2 separate regions of the Bos taurus genome follow, and region 1 is linked to region 2. Evidence: chromatin contacts called from public Hi-C data. All regions are on one chromosome and are shown on one strand. The core of a region is the stretch at or near the end of the contact, and the rest is flanking DNA. Distances in the headings are between cores, read along the strand shown.

Region 1 (6,346 bases), core at 1,939-4,438, 160 kb before region 2:
ATTATGGAGGTTCCCTTTTGAAAAGGAAAAAGATAAAAAGCGTTTTTTACTTTATGGAGTATACTTTTTATAAAGAAAGATCTAGATTTCACTATTCTTCGCTCCTGATACTTACAAGAAGTCATAATCCTGGATTGGATCTTGGGTCAGGAAAAAAGCTGCTATCGAGTACAATATTGGGACATGGAAAAACATGACTGTAGATCTCATATCTAACGACACGAGCTAAGGGATCAATGCTAAGTCTGCTCATGTCAAGAACTGGACAACATTTATATGAGAGAATGTCTTCCTATATTCAGGAAAATAATTTACGGGTGAAGGGTCATGATATCTGTGCATTGATCTACAATGGTTCAGAAAAATAACAACAGCAATATTAATCATAATAAAGCAAATGTGGCATAATATTAAAAATCAGTGTCTAGATGACCCATATATGAGAGGTCTTATACTAATCTCTAAACTTTCTTATGGGCCCAAATTTATTTTTCAAAATTAAAAAAAAAATACAAATAAAAAGACAATTAAAGAGGCAAAATAATGACAACTGACTCTTGTCTCTCAAGTCCAACACCCAGTCTGACACCATACTTACTTCATATTGATCTCCAGGACAGAGGCGAGCAAAGCCAGCAAGACCTGTAAGCAAGCAGTTTGGATCAGAGACACAGAGTCAATTTCTCTTCTTTACAAACCTTCACTGGCACATTTATAAAACTCAAAGTGTCAGGCCTTTGTGAAAACTCATATAATATCTTCTGGGGACCCTCTGTGGGCACAGCTATTGTTGGGAATTCAATCTATCTCAGTGAGAGAGGACATTCCTTGCTGGGATGATGGGAGAGGTGCTCGCCAGGCAGATAAGGCTGTCTCTTCTATGAAGAGCCCCGTTAAGTCGTGAGACTGTGAGATAGATGAATGTGCTTTCCACCAGTCCCATGGGTGATATCAGGGTTGAGATAGATAGAGAAGGTCCATGGAGGCCTCAAAAAGCACCTGCTGTTACCACTCTCTGTCAGTAGATGGCAGCAACTTATCATTTCCTCACACCTCTCCATCCACAGAATCACTCCATTGAGGACCCGTTTCTACTAACCAGTAGAACATTAACAAGCCTCTTAAAAAGATTTACTGAAATAAGAGCAGAATTAAAGAAGCCAATTTTCACTAATAGTTTTCTGGAGGATTAGTCTTTTATTTTTAGTGCTTCTGAAGCAAAGCACAATCAACTTGTTTTTATAAATCTAAATTGGCTGGATATGCCGACTTCAATAAAATCCTAAGCACTCTCTAAAAACCTCTACAGACTATTCAGAATTCATCAACTGCCTGTTTACCTACCTGTGCAATTACAGTGGAGGCCTGGTTAAAAAACAAAACAAAACAAAACAAAACAAAAACCTAAACAACTGATCTGATATCCTTGCTGGATAAAGGACAGTAAAGGTGAAAATCCTTTGAAGGTTTTTTTTTTTCTCCTTTTCAAAATCACCAGAAATTTTGTATTGGAAGAACTTATCCAAATGGGAGAAAGCTACTTGGAACAGATGTTTTTGAGCTTCTCAGCTCATGTTATTAAAGCAAAATTTTTTTGGAATTGCTTGTAGTTGCATCACACTGATACTGTGATTATCACATTGTGGCACGTGGCAGTAGGTAGGTAAAAACAGGCCTGGGATTATGCTATGCTCCTTCAAGTCCTATCTGCTTATGTAAGCCATTACGGTACTGACGGTACTGACGGCATAACTGAAACAGCTGCATTTACTGCCTAGCAAGTATCCTTTCAACCTGGCCAGGTTCCTTTCAGACTCTGGTCTGAGGCCTGTTTGGACTTTCAGTTGGGGAAAGCTTCGTGTTCCTCAGTGGTTTGGGGATGAACGTGGCACTGTCTACAGAGCTTTCACGATGACCACTCCAAAACCCACCACAGGGGTCAGCACCAGGGAAGGACATGGGAGGTGGGGGGCGGAGGGGCCTTTTATCTCCATGGTGCGTCTTCCTGCCTCTTGCAGATGCTTTACTGTAAACTCGACTGACTGATGAAACAGTTCTCCCACAACCTCCTTCAGAAGCCCCAGATACTACAGTGAGCAGTTGCCCATCCTGCTTTTCCTTTGCTCAAGGGCCATTCTGCCAGAAGAACGCATCCCTTTTTTTTCTAGTTCTACAAGGATCTACAAGGATCTTCTTTTCCAAAGATAAAAAGGATCACACATGTTGGCTGGCAGCACGTACACAGAGAAAAGGCTGGTTGGAAATCCATGACAATTTTAACAAAATTTAGCACTGGGGGGGAGCCGTTCTGAAGCTAAGGAAGTCACACTTTCTACTCCAAGGAAAACAGCCAAATAGCTGAATAGCTGGGAGCTCCCATTACAGGCCTGACGGATTTATGCTGAGACATAAATAATGCAGATTTACTGGCTCCCTTATAGATGTCCCCTCTCCTGGGCTGGGCCTGCCCTGAAAGCTGCAAGGGCCAGGACAGACTTTTTGACATACACACTGCTTGGAACTTAATTTGAAGTAGGTAATAACTGGGAGAAGAAGTTGATTTCGGTAAAGGACCAGATCTTTTCATGTGCACATTGGTGGATGGCTCTGCACCCTCCTCTTTAGCCTGGTACTGGACCAAGGATCCCCACAACTCTCCTCCCAAGGTCCTCTCCTGCTTGCTCAGTTGCTCAGCCATATCCAACTCTGTGTGACCCTATGGACCATCACCCGCCAGACTCCTCTGTCTATAGGATTCTCCAGGCAAGAATACTGAAGTGGGTTGCCATACCCTCCTCCAGGGAAATCTTCCTGACTGAGGAATCAAACCTGAGTCTCTCATGCCTCCCGGCATCGGAAGGCAGGTTCTTTACCACTAGTGCCACCTGGGAAGCCCAAGGTCCTCTCATTCTAACCAAAAGTTACGTCCGGGAAGCCTTTCTCTTCCCTGCTTCTGTCCCCCTTCTCACCCCTCCCCGCAGCCTTCTAAGCAATTGGCCATATTATTGGTTAGGCAGGCTGTTTATTCCACTGAATTAGACTGGACTGGCTCATGCATCCATTTTCTCCAGTAGACTGTGTGGAGGTCAAGGCCAGGGACCGTTTACCAGGATGCAGCTGGCCAACAGCAGGAGCTCAGCGAGCATTTGATCAATTGCTTTTACCACCAGCACCTACCCCACCCCCGCCAAAAGCCCCACAGAATGATTTTGTTATTGTGTGTTGGGGTGGGGTGAAAAGGGAAGTGGGGAAGGGTGTGGCAGGAAGAAGTTGAGTTAGCAGGTCTGAGAATGTTATGAAATATTCTCAGTTTATGTCACTATGTATGTTGGGAGCGGTAATTTTTTCTTACTAGAATTAATAACAGATAAAGTAGCTAAATGCAAAGATGCAAGATTTCTTGGCAGCGCAAGTGACTGGCTTCCTTTTATCAAGAGAAAAAGGAAGATTTTCATGGGGATATTGCCCTTGAAAGGCTTCATAGAAATAGTTCACGTTTTCATGTTAGATTAGGAAAGCGGAAGTGAGCTTGCAGGTTTGACTGATCCCTGAACCCAGATAGAAGCCAGGGAAGCTCATTGGGTAGGTGGAGAGAACAAAGTCAAGGATAGTGATGGAAGAGCAGGAGCCAGCAGAAAGTTCAGTCCGTCCATCACGATAACTCGTCATAACGCAGATTTGTTCTTCAGCTGGGCAGCCAGTTCCCCAGTGGATGGCAGGGTCCCCACAGCGTCCTCACTTCACCACCAGGCCTGAGGTCCAGATCTGGTGGGTGGGATCCCCTTTCTCCCACACCTCTCCTGGGATGCCTGTGTGCTGGGTGGAGGATGACCATCCCATAGAGAAAAGAACATTCTTTGAGCAATCTTTTATCCTATCTGCTCAACTTTGTTAGAACTTCCCACCTCCAGGGCTTCCCTGATGGTTCAGTGGTTAAGACTTTGCGCTTCTGTTCCAGGGAGCGTGAGTTTGATCCCTAGCTGGGGAACTAAGATCCCACATGCCAACCCAGGAGTGCACTGCAGCAAAAAAAAAAAAAAAGTACTGTGTGACTCTGGGGACAAGTCACTTAACCCTGTTCCCCATGGCAGAAATGGGGAAATTACCATCCCACCCCAAATTGGTGCATTTGATAACAGTGTCAGAAACAGGGGATATATGGTACTGCCTGTGTTAACAGTGAGAAGATGGGTGTGACAGGAATTTCTCTCAGCTGTGAGACCCTAGATTGTGCTAGCCTGCGTGGCTAGTGTCTCGAGAGTTGGGGGAAGGAGAGAGAAGTGTTCTCTGTGAAACGCTGACCCAGGACAGTGGTTTTCCAGAAGCAGGCTGCTGATAGAATCATCCTGAAGATGAAAAATACACACACTCCAGGGCCCCGCCCTGACATGCTGAGAGGGGGGCAGGGCCCGAGTGGTTTTAGAACCACTGACTCTGGTGAGGACTCAAAATGGAGAGGATGGACTGAAAAATCTGAAAAAGCACAGATGCCACACGTCAGCAGTGAAGTAAGTGTTGAGACTTCATACTGAATAACAGCCTGACTGGCAATGGGATTTGCTAGAGAGAAGAACAAAGCCACGTGGGCAGCTGAGGGTCAAGGTCGTGTGGACTGGCAGGTATACTCATACAGAGAAGCTCTCCAGGCATCGAACTTGACAGAAAAATCTCTCTCCTGATAGGTGACTCATTGGAAAATGAAGCTCTCCTGTTGAACGCTTTTTTAAAAAAGCTCCCCTTTCCTACTCCCTTGATGGCAAAAAGTAGGCAAGAGGGTGATTAAATCCCCACTAGCAACCCAGAGGTGCAGCTGCTAAGACACCTCAGCAAAGGAAAGGCGCACACACCAGCCATTTTCCCCGCGGTGAGTGGGCAAATGGCCCAGACTCAGAAGGAAGAAGGACCTGCTGGGAGGGCTGCTCGTTTGAGAGCCCTGCCGGCACTGGGCTGTTAGCCTGACACTTGGGGGATGCTCTGTTTCCTAACACTAGAGCTTCTTTTTGTCTTGAAGATGCTAGTGGTGCAAATAGACACTGCTTCTAGGGTAGAACTTTCTGGAGTCAGTACCAGAAAGGCGGTGGGAAAATGCACAGTCCTCTGGGAGGGTTAACACTAAAAAGCATTTAAAAATAAAGAACTTGGTAGGTCATTTACAGGAAAGTAGAGCATAAACGAACAAACTTAATGACACCAAGAAGCCAAAAGACAAGTCTAGAATGTGGGATATTCTGTACAACAGTGGCTTCAACATAGTAAGTCAATGGTAAGAAAAAACAAAACAAAACAGAGTGGGGTCTGTTTTAGATAAAAAGGAAACTAAAAACAGATACTTGATGACCAATGATAATGTATGGACCTAGTATGGATCCTGATTTGAACAAACCAACTATACAACTCATGTTTAAGATGACTGGGCCATTTGCCAGTGGAATGGATTCGTAACAAAGGCATGTTCATTTTATTAAAAGTGATAATACTTGGCATGTGGTGATGTAAGATGCCCTATTGTTTTTCCCCCCGACAGCACCACGCAGCTTGTGGGATCTTAGTTCCCTGAGCAGGGATTGAACCTGGGCCCTCGGCGCTGAGAGCGCAGAGTCCCAGCCACTGGACCACCAGAGAGGTCCCAAGATGTCCCTGTTCTTTAAGAGAGGCATATTGCAGTCTACAGGGGGAGACTCCCACATATGAGTTTTATTTCATCAAAGGAAAAACAAAGACAAAGAACCAGATGAAGCAAAGGCGGCAAAACCTTGCCAATTATTAAATCGAGGTGATGGGTCAATGGGGGTTCCTTGTAATATTCTCTCCATGTTTGTGTATGTTTGAGATCTTGTTATAGTAAATATTAAAGTGTGTAGGCAAGGCTCAGGATGAAGGTTCTGGAGCATCAATAAATTAAGTGGGGAGGGCTGAGAGAGGGTGGCCTAGAATCTTTGCAAGGACAATAGAGTGTGTGATGTGACACTTGGAGGAGCTCTACAGAGCTGATGCCTGCCTCTCTAAACAGGGGGGAGGATACCTTTCATCTTGATGGAGAACTCCCCCAGCTGCTTCTCCAGCTCCGCTTCAATGGCGCACATGTTCTAGAAAGAACACAGGGGACCAGCGTTAGAACTAAGCTTCTCTCAAAGCACACCATGTTCTCACAGGGGTGGACAACCACTGCTCAAACCGGAGGCATTTACCTGTTTGCAATGAGTTACACGACCCTGCTCATGGAGCAATCTTGACCAAATGTTTTACCTAAGCCTAAATGAGCCTTCTAGTGTGTGGGAAATTTAGAGCACAGGACCAAGTTAACTTATAAACAGTCAGATAGATCTGGAATGTGCAAGATTCTAAA
Region 2 (6,213 bases), core at 2,720-5,219:
GGGAAAAAGTGGTTAAATTGGATTTCACCAAAGTAAAAAACTTTTGTGCTTCAAAGGACATTTTTATGAAAATGAGAAAGATGACCCTACAGAATGGGAGAAAATATTTGCAAATCACATATTTGACAAGCAAGTTGTTTCTAGAATAAATAGAAAACTCTTGCAGCTAACAGTAAGATAAACAACCTAATTTTTAAAGTGGAATAAAAATTTGATTACATATTTCTCCAAAGAAGATATACAAAAATGGCCAATGAAAAGATGACATGAAAATATGCTTAAAGCCACATGTCACTAGAGAAATGCAAATCAAACCCACAATGAGATACTAGTTCACGCCCACTAGAATAGTTAAACTAAAAAAGACAGACAATAGCAAGTGTATGTGAAGATGTGGAGAAGTTGGAACCCTCATACATACTTGGCTGACTGGAGTGTAAAATGCTGAACCACTGTGGAAAACAATTTAGTAGTTCATTAAAAAGTTAAATATAGAATTACCATATGATTCAGCAGTTCTGCTTCAAGAGAAATGAAAACATATGTACACACAAAGACTTATACAAAAATACTCATTAGCAGAATTTTTTCAAAATAGCCAAAGTGAAAACAACTAAAGTGTCCATCAATTTCAAAATGGATAAACATGAGGTAGCATATTTATGCAATAGAATATTATTTGGTCATAAAAAGGAAGTCTGGACACATGCTAAAACACAGGTGAACTTGACAACATCATGCTAAGTGAAATAAGTCAGACACATTTTGTATGATTCCATTTATATGAAACGTCCAGAATACACAAATGCATACAGACAGATAGCAGATCAGTGGCTTCCTCGGGCTAAGGGAGGGGAAGATGGAGGGAGAAATGGGTAATGGCTTTCTTTTTGGGGTGATGAAAATAGTATGCGATTAGTGGTGATGGCTCTACAACTTTGTGAATATATTAAAGAATAGCTGGACTGTACATTTTAAAAGGGCAAATTTTGTGATATGTGAGTAATATCTCAGTTAAGCCATTAAAAGAAACCCAGAATGCACGATCCCTATATCCATTGAAGGGGAGATCCAGAACCACTAGTTACTCTCTTATCAAGGGAGGATGATGAAGCACTGCCTTGTCACTGGAAACCTCTGATTGATTTCTCTGCTTTTGTTCACAGAGGTGAGCATGGGCAGACAGCTGTCTGCACAGAGTAAGATGTTCATCAGGATATGCAAAAATAGCATCCCACATACCAAATATCTGTCATCTATGTTCAGATTGCTTTTTCATTTTCTCTCTCTCATTTTCTGAAAAAAAAAAAAATCATTAAGTAAGTACATTTCCCCATTAGGAAGCTCTAACTTTGGATTGGATATGAGTCAGGTCATATACTCTGAAAACTCCATGATTTTTCTCCTGGAAGAGTATTTCTTCAATGGTGGTCTGAAGACAGTAGGTGGTCCTTGACCAACCAGTAAATCAAGCATCTATGGGTCCCTTGTTGACAGGGTGGGGCAGGAAGAATGAATGAGGACACAGTGGAGTGGGAATGGTGGTGAACAGGGTGGGGAGCGTCTGCCTTGACCAGAAAGGGCAGCCGCTTTCCACTGGAAATAGAAGCTGAAAACTGGATTGTTTTAAAATGTAAAATCTTCATTTTTTAAAATGCTGGTAACCAAACTTTAGAAAAATTAAATCACTTGTGCAGGCCAAACAAAGCATTTGTGGGCTGAATTCCAGCCACAGACTACAAGTGTGTGATCTATAGGTGGTCTCTGCCCTGGTTCTTTTGTACAATTAGCACCAATATTTCAAATCAGAAAGTGAGTGTTGATAGGGTACTTGGAGTTCATCTAGTTTAACCTCTCACTTCATGTTAAAATCCCTTCTCTGAAACAGATGGTCACCCTGAATTTAAGTAAGTTAATAATTGAAACCAGAAATGTTCAGTTTCTTCGTTAGCTTCTTATTTAAAACACTGAGGGGTAAGATTAGGTAAGGACGGAGGTAGAGGTGGGTTGAGGGGAGCAGGCCTAAGATAGAGGGCTGGAAGGGGTCTCAATGTTGATTTTTAAAATGCTTCTCTTATTGCTAATTGTAAGACAGACACACTTAATTTTATTGGACTTTGTAGATACTAGCTTTTTATTTATTTTTAACAAATTGAAGGCTTATAGCAACTCTGTATCAAGCAAGTCTATCACTGACATTTTTCCAATGGGATTTGCTCAGTTCGTGTCTCTGTCACATTATGGTAATTCTTGCAATATTTCAAACTTTTTCATTGTTATTTTTACATTTGTTATGGTAATGTGTGATCAGTGATCTTTGATATGACTATTGCAAAAGGATTATGACTCAATAAGGCTCAGATGATGATTAGCATTTTTTTTAGCAATAAAGTATTTGTAAAGTATGCATATCTTTTTAGACAAAACATTATTGCACACTTACTAGACTACGGTATAGTGTAAACATTACTTTTCTATGCACCAGGAAATGAAAACATTTGTATGACTCTTTACTGAGATATTTGCTGTATTGTAGTGGTCTGGAACTGAACCCACAATATCTCTGAGGTGTATAGATAGATAGATGGATGTTTATATACATATATCTATATCTGTATATAGATAGTTTCTTCCCTAGTGGCTCAGATGGTGAAGAGTCTGCCTGCAATGCAAGAGACCTGGGTTTGATCCCTGGGTCGGGAAGATCCCCTGGAGAAGGGAATGGCAAACTACTCCAGTAGTCTTGCCTGGAGAATCTCAAAGACAGAGGAGCCTGGCAGGCTACTATCCATAGGGTCTCAAAGAGATGTACACGACTGAGTGACTTAACACTTTAACTTTCATGCCTATATATTTTTAAACTCTAATTTATTAAAATGAATCAGTACATTTTGGGACTTAGGTTTCCCAGAATTCCCAAAAGGAAACAGAACATTGGACATGAAGTGGACCTGAGAACAATTGCTTGCCTACTCCCCCATTTTATTATCAACGGAACTAAGATCCATTAGGTTTAAACTGTTTCCTTAAAGACATGTCAGACGTGACTGAATCCTAGTGTAATTAATATTTCTTTCAATGAATCAAGTTGTAACTAGGATCCAAACAAAACTATGATCACTTTGAAATTTCCTGTAAACTTTGGTACCTGACTTTCTCAATAGCACTCACTTTTTAAGATATATGAAGATTTTTTTAAAGCCAGTATTTATTTGACTTTCTGAGGTACCTTTAATGGAATAATGAGGTAACTAACAAAAGATATCTGTTAAGTAGAGCCAACTAGAGATAACTCATGATTGCAAAGACTGGGTGAGCATGAAGCACAGATAATCCCCACATCCCTTTTGACTAGATCTCATCTTCCTAACAAAACCCTCTTAAAAGCTGCTGAGAAATGTTGAATTAATTTGTATTTCACTTCCTTTATGTGTCCTCTGAAAGAGATTTGGCAGACAGTGGGGAGGGCAAGGAGTAAAAATGAAGGACTCAAAGAACCCCAAAGATCAGTCAATCCATCCCTAAATAATTGAAAATTGTGTGTACCTTGGCACAAAATGCTGTGTTGAATTCTTTTGGTCACTTAAAGGGACAAAGAAAAATGGGGCAAAGCAAGTGTATGGAGAGGGGCCTGTGGGATCATGCACTTGGCTTGCGTTGTTGGTTGGGGTTTTTTTTTTGTTTTTGTTTGTTCTCTCTTGGTACAGCACCTACACACAAATTTGACAAACCAAAATAGGAATAAGAACATAGGCAGTCACACTGACCTCTGATTAAATGTAGAGATAGTTATGAGTCACATTAAAAGTCAACAAAAGCCCCAGTTCCGGTATTCATCAAGATTTTTTGCTGCATTGATACTTGGTCCTTCTCTTTAATTATATAGAGTTGCCCTCAATGTACTGAAATGATAGACTGGAACACGATTACTTCAGCAGGGGATCAGAGCTTTTGAAAGTCATTAGTCATGTGAATCAAATGCTAAATTTCAGCCTGTCTCTCTTCTAAATGCAGTTAGGAACCTTCTAAACCTTTTGTGTGAAGCCAGGAGGGAAAACAGTCTGGCAGATTCTGACAAGCATCTCTTCCAGAGCACATTTGTACTCTGTTAAGAAGCTTGAGCCAACTACTGCTGGGTTGTCATGGCAACAGACATACACACCACTTACACATCAGCTTCTGAAATGAGCACAAAATAACAAAACCTTCCCGATAAGATGGGATGGGAAGTGAAGGGCAACATCATTGCTGCAGCCTAACTAGACATGTTCTGTCTTCTAAAGAGCTCTAGCGGGCATGCTGCCCTCTTAGATTGTGTCATATTTAAAAGCCACTGGAAAATTCATAGGATCTTCCCTACTCTGTGTTAACTTCAGGACAATTCAATCAGTTGCTTTCACCAAATTCCCATTTCCTTTTCAAGCCCTGCTTACTAATTGATGTCAAACATTATTACAGTAATTGTAGGGGGGAAAAGAAGTGCCTGTTTTGCTTATTCCTTCAGGAAATAAATTTCCCTAATTTTCCATGGAGATTTTGTAGGGCACTCTTATATATAGGCGATGGAACTAGATGAGGAAGTGGTCTGTCATAGACCTACAGAAAATGAAGTTAATCATAGTTTGAAAGCCTTCTCTTTAAAATGCAGTTTAAAAATAAACAATAAATAGCTATTCACTCCAGTACTTCCTAAGGTATATGGCATCAACAATGGAAAGGAACCATATGAAATAAATTCACAATGATGAAAAATTTAGACTGAGTGGAAGCTGGATCCCTGAAGGTAAATCTTAGTGATTTAAAGTTGAGAATAAGGAGGGAATGTATCCCCTCCATTAGCCTTGAAGGGAAACCACAGGAGCTCTATTCATGAAAAGTAAAATTAGCTGTATGTTCAATTTTCATGATATTTGCTATTGCAATAAGCATTCCACAGCATGATTAATTGCTGCTGAAACACCTAAGAGGAAAGTGAAGGAAGGAAAATGAAGCGTTTGATCATTGAATGACTAAACAGTCATGAATCCAGGAACATTCAGTGACTAGAGATGGAGTGAGCTTCGGATGCAATACCTGACTAAAAGTTCCATTTCTAGTGGTAATAAAGTCCCTTCAACTGATGCATCACTCTTTTCCTTTCTGTAATTGTGAACATGCATCAAATGAGCTCTGACCTTAAATTGTCAAACTACCTCCTTTCAGTTGTGCTTTTCTATCTTGTAATATAAAAAGCACTTACTGACTCCAATTTTTAAACTCTGATTCTTTAAAATTCACATGAAACAGACATTCTACTACTATATCTGAATGGATCAAATGTATTTAATCTCCAGTCTAGGGTAGAGGTATAGTCAAAGCTACGGTTTTCCAGCAGTCATGTATGGATGTGAGAATTGGACCGTAAAGAAGGCTGAGGGCCAAAGAATTGATGCTTTTGAACTGTGGTGCTGGAGAAGACTCTTGAGGGTCCCTTGGACTACAAGGAGATTAAACGAGTCACTCCTAAAAGAAATCAATCCTGAATATTCATTGGAAGGACTGATGCCAAAGCTCCAATAGTTTGGCCACCTGATGAGAAGTCCCAACATTGGAAAAGACCCTGATGCTGGGAAAGATTGAGGGCAGGAGGAGAAGGGGGTGACAGAAGATGAGATGGTTGGATGGCATCATGGACTCAATGGACATGAATTTGAGCAAACTCCAGGAGATAGTGAACGACAGGGAAACCTGGTGTGCTGCAGTTTATGGGGTTGCAAAGAGTTGAATATGACTTAGCAACTGAATAACAAGGATTGTCAGGGCTTTTGGCATAGAAAGTGGGGATTGGGAAACCGAGAAAAAGATGAATATATATATATGTCACTCATGAACTTTTACATGGGTGCCAGAAACTTATGTCATAGTGGCCACAAAATAGGAGTCAAATGAACATAAAACCATGTTTACTACTAGAAACAAAAATTTTTGAATTTATGGTGAGAGAGGGATGGAGAAAAGATGGAAAAGCATGTCTGGTTATTCCCTTCCCCTTCCCTTCATTACTGAGCTTGAGCTTTGGTGACTCCATTACTGGAGGGTATTTATTTAATAGCTGGTTTCACCCTACTGGGTACTTTCTCCCCCTTCTGTCATTTTGTAATACATGCCAACTATCTCTCTTTCCTTTCTTTTTGCCCTGAAAAAAAATACAATGAATGCATACAGAATTATTGG

The links. Hi-C and Micro-C count contacts between places; a contact is called where the count stands out from the background.
Region 1: a contact with region 2 is called in a Hi-C map of skeletal muscle, with 5 times the contacts expected there. The contact joins two enhancer-like sites. A contact is called at or near these places in 4 of 11 Hi-C or Micro-C datasets (blastocyst, liver, skeletal muscle and 1 more).

What each region holds. Positions count from the first base shown.
Region 1 is chr23:32,962,758-32,969,103 of ARS-UCD2.0, reverse strand. It overlaps RIPOR2 (RHO family interacting cell polarization regulator 2), which reads right to left. Exons shown (of 22, transcript NM_001035425.1): 8 at 6,023-6,086; 9 at 599-642. Among named protein-coding and RNA genes, the nearest start is that of ARMH2, 32 kb to the left of the region's middle. Within about 2 kb of position 3,188, at least 17 of the 102 cell types and tissues checked have an H3K27ac peak or open chromatin away from gene starts, as enhancers often do.
Region 2 is chr23:32,808,222-32,814,434 of ARS-UCD2.0, reverse strand. It overlaps a transcript of RIPOR2 not described here. Among named protein-coding and RNA genes, the nearest start is that of RIPOR2, 100 kb to the left of the region's middle. Within about 2 kb of position 3,969, at least 6 of the 102 cell types and tissues checked have an H3K27ac peak or open chromatin away from gene starts, as enhancers often do.